Linked DNA regions of Gadus morhua: region 1 is linked to region 2. Evidence: chromatin contacts called from public Hi-C data. All regions are on one chromosome and are shown on one strand. The core of a region is the stretch at or near the end of the contact, and the rest is flanking DNA. Distances in the headings are between cores, read along the strand shown.

Region 1 (3,664 bases), core at 1,068-3,567, 160 kb after region 2:
GCCATATGGTGCAGCATTACCACGGCGCTCACCTCTGCATTTATAGGGTTACGGTAATAAGACTGGTTTGTAATCACCCACGTAAAATGTTCTTGAACATAACCCCTTTTTAATGCCTGATTTGTCATGAAAAGCATCAAGAGTAAGGGACAACGATTGTGATGAGGAGTGTGGCTTGGTTTTCCACACTTAAAACCAATTTAATTGACATTTGATTATGTTTTTACAGTGTCACATAAAGATATTGTGTTATTGACACATGTTGGACAGATGCTTTATTCCATGCACTGGACAGTATGGAGTGACGGGATTAAATATAGAGAAAAAAAAAAATTCTATTCTAAGATGTTTCTGGAGTTATAACTGAGAAACAACACAGTTGACTTAAATTATTCTGATTACAAAGATTTAACGCATGATACAATTCTTCCGTCTGACTTCAGTTCACCACCACACCATCTGTGTCACCAACTCTCCTTTTCCTCCAAACCATGCGTACGCATGGGTCAGAGTTTGCTTAGGTCTGCGCACATTCTTCCGTCAAGTTGGTTTTTTATAGATCACAACCTTGGCGTGGAAAGTCACGTACGCCAATTTCAGCCCCGTTTTGTACACAACGGTTATAAATGAGACCCCAGGGCATTTTAATCCACCAGAAGAGAGTATGTATAAGTGGCCAAATCTTATGTTATTATAATATATTATACATGTTCGGTCACATACGTATATATCATATAAGTCATATAGAATCAATAACAATATAACTTGGTTGGCGAGCGTTACCATGTAAGTTGGTAGAGTCTTCAGGCAGCCCTGATCCGGCTTGACAGTGAAAGGGGCATCCAGGACTCCTCTTCTGAGCATGTGCAGAAGCAGGCGAGCGTACATGTTGCGATTCTTCAGCCCAACTGGTCCTGAGCCACACATGGTCGGGTCACAAAGCTTCCTGATCCACATGGCGCACCGTTGGCGCTCTGGGTCAGAGGGGCAAGGAGACGCTTTGTTGAAGTTAGGAGGGGAACAATGTCACACTTTTACACTGTTCATGTTTCTAAGTAGGGCTGTCACTGCTGATACTGGAGTAGAAGTTAGAGTCAATAAATTATGTGGAAAGTAGGATCCATTCTCTTAGGACTGCAACTCTGTATGGCCAATCAATCTGACTAATAAATTGATTAATACATTTAAAGCGTTTATATATTCATTAAAAATTGGGCATAAACTAATCATCCATCAGAAAAAAGCAATTAACATTCTGTTTTTTACATATAAAACAGCTCTCATCGACAGGTGATGAGTGGACAAAATAACATACAAAAGGGGAAATGAAATACAGAAATAACTCAATAACAAATTGGCACATACAAACCACCATAGCAAGATTGGATAAAAAATGTAAATAATAGAACTGATGGTTACCATGAGTAATGAAATGCATTTTTAAAGCTTATTGACACCGGAGGTGGATAATGGATATTAACATACACAAATAAAAATTAGTACATGAAGTCATCGACCAGCTGGGTCATTTTACCTGTTCTGTTGGGGTGCTTCAGGACATATGGCTTCATGTCTGACAGGTAACGGTCGAAGTCTGCGTCCAGTCGCTCTGGAGTGTCATCGTGCAGACTCATGGTGCCTTCTGCACTAATGGACTTTAGGAATATGGTAAATATGTTTCAATGACAAATTATAAATGTCCATACTGTGCCATTTAGTTTCACATAAGTATCTGGTCCCATTTTTTAAATTCTGAAAGTTTCAAGTGTGCAAACTGCATTCAATTTCTTCCGCAAGAAAATCATCTATATTAATATTGAAGTTTTGTTTTAGGAAGGTAACTGTTAACTGGGTTGGTATTGCATATTCTGTTTCTGCTGTGAGTTAGTTACAGCAGCCTTATAAGCATTAATATTTTCCATAACTGTAGTTTTACGAAGATGGATATCGTACATTCGGGTCACTCGGGTGATACAGCCATAGTTTATTTAAGCAAAATATAGAACGGTGAAATTATTAACTTATGCCATAGAAATGTCTAAGCAACAAAAACACTGCAACAACAAACCCCCACTAGCTATCATGATGTTGACTACCTGAATAACGCCAAACACGCTAGTCTAAGGTTCTGTTCTAAGCTAACCGATATGCGAAAAGTATCACTATTGCTTCCTGTTTGCTACATAAAAATGGTGTGGCCGAAAACTGTAAAGATAGAACATTTGGTTTGTTTTTACCTTAAAATAGGCACTGATTTGGCCGCTCAAAGTGATTCAAACTCCACAACAACTTCCTACCCTGAGCCACATCCGGTTTCCGTGAAGGAAGGGAAACAGAAGCAGCGTCCCTCCGTTGCTAAAGCAACCGTGCAGCACGTGTCCATGAATGCAACAGCAGATGAGATGAGTAGCCTATTCTCTAAGCTGTCTGAAATGTATGGACGATTTGTCACCACCCCACACATTCAACATTTCAAATGGATCTGAGGGTTGAAGGTTACTGATGCATCTTCTGAAGTAGTAGTAAAAAACAACGATATTGTAATTAAATTCCCATCGATTTTCCATGTGGATCTTTCATTATGCTCTCGTCGGGCTTGGTCTCTCTTCCTCGCTATGAGTTTCTGACTCGGCCTCAGTGGCCGATGGATCCAGAGAGCGGTATTCTCTGAAAAGACTGCTAAGAACTACTTGCAACATTCTACCATAACAGCGATTGACGATTGATTGATGTGTTATAAAGTGTGTGTTATTTAAGTGTTTATTTGACACCTTTGTCTCATAATTGGTATCAAGTTAATTGTTTAGTCGTAAAAACAACTGTGTCCATTAGTGAAGTTATTACAATGATAACAGATTTCTTACTGGCATGTTAGCTAACTCAATAGCTAATTAAACGGGCCTTAAATGTACTAATCTTACCAGTATTGTTGGTATATATTTAGGATGTGTGTATTTCTGCCGATTGATACATTCTGATACAATCTGTTCTCCAGCTCCATTCAGTTTGCATATCATTGTGGTCCAATAGTAGGCTTATTGGTCAGTTATTTGTTATCTGCTGTTTTGCTTTATTAGCTGCTACCAGACCAGCTATCCTTCATCACATGCATTATTTACGCAAATATTGTGTAGGTGTAAGTTTCCAGGCAGGTAGGAAGTAATTTACAGGCTTCGTTTTAAAGTAAAATAAACTACTATATTGTTCTATACTTTACGGCCCCATATTAAGGCCCCATATTAACTTATTGTCATTCAATTCCTCTACTGTTGTTGGCTCAGCCGCAATCGGGCTGCCTGGCATCCTCGTTTTGATGCATAAGTTCAGAATGTTAAGTGGAATGATAAACCTCGGGAGGTATTCTACTTTCGCATTTAGCTGTAATCTAAGTAATGTCCACGTGGGGGCGCCAACGCACAGGCCGTGTTGGCTGGCTGGAGTGATCCAGGAGGGTTCCAGGTTGACGTCACACACAGTCACACACGCGTGAAAAAAGAGGCGCTCAGCTGTAGCCCTGGCAAAGAGCGAAGCGTGCGGTCCGGAGAGAGACGCTCCTCCAACAGTTGACAGCGGTGCGGACAGAGGGAGTACCCTGTGTTAGAGTAGTGGGGACAAGACACTTTGGGGCGGACGGTGTACTTTTTGTTCATAATGATGGCTGACC
Region 2 (3,246 bases), core at 501-3,000:
GATGTGTGTATATATGGTGGGACATATGGTGTGTGTGTGTGTGTGTGTGTGTGTGTGTGTGTGTGTGTGTGTGTGTGTGTGTGTGTGTGTGTGTGTGTGTGTGTGTGTGTGTGTGTGTGTGTGTGTGTGTGTGTGTGTGTGTGTGTGTGTGTGTGTGGGGGGGAGTGGCTGTTCAAGGCCACAAGTTGGATCAATGGCCGTCACACACACGCGGTTAAGGTTAAGGTCAATCGAGAAGGGGCAGTGCGAGATGAGGGGGAGGAGACAAGAGGAATGGAGAAGAGTGGAGTTGAGAGGAGAGGTAAACTGAGAGTAGGAGGAGAGCCGAGAACTTGATTTACCTACCTTTTGATTTTAGTAGCATTCAATCTTCGTCGGCAACGCAGGCTGGATTAAACCAGACACACACCACACACTCATGGACCATGACGCTACCAGGCCTAGCAGAAACAGGCAAGGTGTATTTAAATGGTAGAGGCCATTGACAACGCTCAGACTCATATCATCAATGCTTGACACAACAAGCGCCAAATATGTAGTTTCTATTTTCATCTAGGCACCTTTATAAATCACTTGCATAATCATTAAAACGTTAATTGAACAGCACTGTGCAACAGCGTCAGGGATGGGCTGTTTTTTTTTCAGTCAAGAGATGAAAAGTAATTCAAAATGAAATAGTTGGAATAGCTGAGTAAAGGACAGCCCGTTTAAAGACTCCTCCAAGTCACCCAACCAGCCCCATGAACTGATAATAAGCAACAGTAGGCTTTATACCACCATAGCTTTTTTGCTTATAGAGGCTGATAACCTGAGCTGGCTTTCAGAAAAGTCTTGTTATGGGATATAATAAATCACTTCACCGCCAGACATCCATGGCCTACGTAGTCTAGGCTGGGGCTAACGCCATCACGGGTTTTCTAGCTGAATGTCATGGTCATGGACGTTAGAAATGTTCAGTAAAACGTGTGATTTTCTTAAAGACAATAATGGAGCAGCCGACATTTAAGCTAGTACAGTCTGAAAACCCCAACTGTTGTATCGATGGGATGATTTTTCCCACCCTTTATGTGTTTTCAATATCTCACTTATATTGATAACATAATGTATTCACGGTTTGTAAGATCGTAACAAAATGTATATTTTGTCCCCTATTCTTGTTGTATTCTGCTCTATGATAGTCTGAGTCTGAATAAAGTGGGCAACCGTTGACCAAAAACAGCTGATAAATAATGAAAGTGTACGACGGAAACAACCAAAAAAACGGATTTGACTCTTCTTCCTACCTTGTCGTCTCTTTCAGTCGGAATGATGATACCCTCTTCGGTGTGTTGGGTTAGCTGATAATCACCGTATCGATAGAGGCTTCCCAATCTTTCACCCCCTGCGCACAGTGTTGTTATGTCGGCGAATCACTCCTGCAGCCCTCAATGACAGCAGAGTTGATGCTCGGCGGGCGTTTCTGCACTACAGACTAGAGAGCTGCACATTGTAACTAGGCGAGAGAGGAGACTGAATTGTATCGTTATCCCGGTCTACCACATCGCAATTTCCAGTCTCTTACCTCCTTTTAGATGTGTACACCAGTTAACAGTCCCCAAGGCAGAAAGACTAACAACATGAAAAAAATAACAACAACGACAAGAAGACTAAATATGGAGTTTTGAAGAATAATTAGACAAAGCAACAACCAAATATATAACGGAAACGTTTACAACTCTATCAGAAGTCCCTCCCTCTATCTCGCTGCTAAACCGATGTAAGTGAAAGTCCCTCCCTCTCTCGCCGCTAAACCCATATGTGACTCCCGCCCTCGCTTTCGCCAATAACGCTGATTTGGAGCATCCCTTTCCAAGCATTCCGGCTTGAGATAAAGACGCCTGGGAACGAGGTTGCTATAGAATGAAGAGCTGCTCATTTTAACCAACTCCGTCGAAGGAAAGAATAATCAAATTTGATCCGACTATCAAACAACCGTGGTAGCAGATGCTCAGTTGTCAAGACGCTCACATGGGTGTGGATAATGGTGACAGATAAAGGAAACTGGGCTTGTGCGTGGTTTGGGTGAATGGGATCATCATCGCCAAACACACACATCACAATCGCTAATCAATAAGAATAACTCGAACACATAATGCTCTGATCTACGTTTTACCTTCTTTGGCTGATGGCGAGAGCATTTAAGTGTTTTGATGCGGGTAACACACATAGCGAAAAAGCCTATATAGTCTTAATTAATTTGCTCTAGACGTGCCTGAAATGTTATGCACAGAGTTATGCACCCGAAACACGTACGATGTTATATCATGCAATTACTTTAAATATACGCTTAAAATAGATACAGCATGAGTCAACTATATAGAGGTCAGGTAACTATAGCCAATAGTGATCGGTCGGTCGCAAACGAGCCAGTTCAAAGAGCCGGCTATTTTAGGTCAACGATGGGAGTCGGCTCCCGACCGCGGGCCGTTTCTTTTTTCATATTTTTTTTAATATAGGCCTACATATAGTTTGCCTAGGTAGAATGATATGAAGATCTCCGCGCTACGGGGCTCCGTGCATTCTATGCGTGTGTGCAGCCAGTGACTGTCACTTGCATGCAGGGTTCGAGTTATGATTCCATTTCTGTGGGGGTCTCTTAAAGTTGTTTTACGGGGGATAGAAGACCGTATTGGCCTTGCGCTGAATTGTTGAAAATAAGTCGTAAATAAGCCCCTTCAGGTCGAAGCAAGACACCTCCGTTTCGCGTCGGTGTCCGGTTCGCCCTGTCTGGGGCTTATTTTCCCGATAATGACCGGCGTTCTATTATCCCTTACCTCAACGTCATTCTTACTCTGTATGTGGACGGGAAAATTGCTTTATTTGTAATTACATAATTATGCTGCTGTATTTTCAGAGACCCCCACAGATATTTGAGGTTGCTGCTTTCATGGGAGCCAGACCTCTCTCTATGGGAGCTCAGCTCCCACTGGCTCCCACCTAACTCGAACCCAGCTGCGTGCATGCATGCAACCAATAAAGTGGGGATAGACAAGGAGGATCATACCCTTAAGCAAGCAGCGAGGGGCGGGAATGCAATGCGCGTTGCGCTCATATGCAATGAAGACAATCAGCTACAGCAATTTATTGATATTAGAAAATGTAATTTTTACTTTTGAATAATAATAGGATGTATTGAATAATTTAAGTGATATATAGGCCTACCCATACCTACAAATCATAAGTCGAAACGGGTTACATTTGGCTGAA

The links. Hi-C and Micro-C count contacts between places; a contact is called where the count stands out from the background.
Region 1: a contact with region 2 is called in a Hi-C map of heart, with 5 times the contacts expected there. The contact joins the promoter of cep112 here to the promoter of tex2 in region 2. A contact is called at or near these places in 2 of 6 Hi-C or Micro-C datasets (gill and heart).

Annotation. Positions count from the first base shown.
Region 1 is chr2:16,039,616-16,043,279 of gadMor3.0, forward strand. It overlaps cep112 (centrosomal protein 112), which reads right to left and starts at 2,318. Exons shown (of 27, transcript XR_003979741.1): 1 at 2,238-2,318; 2 at 1,535-1,655; 3 at 784-974. prkcab (protein kinase C, alpha, b) reads left to right here and starts at 3,497. Exons shown (of 17, transcript XM_030339389.1): 1 at 3,497-3,664. The coding sequence starts at 3,652.
Region 2 is chr2:15,877,635-15,880,880 of gadMor3.0, forward strand. It overlaps tex2 (testis expressed 2), which reads right to left and starts at 1,751. Exons shown (of 13, transcript XM_030346915.1): 1 at 1,284-1,751; 2 at 346-440.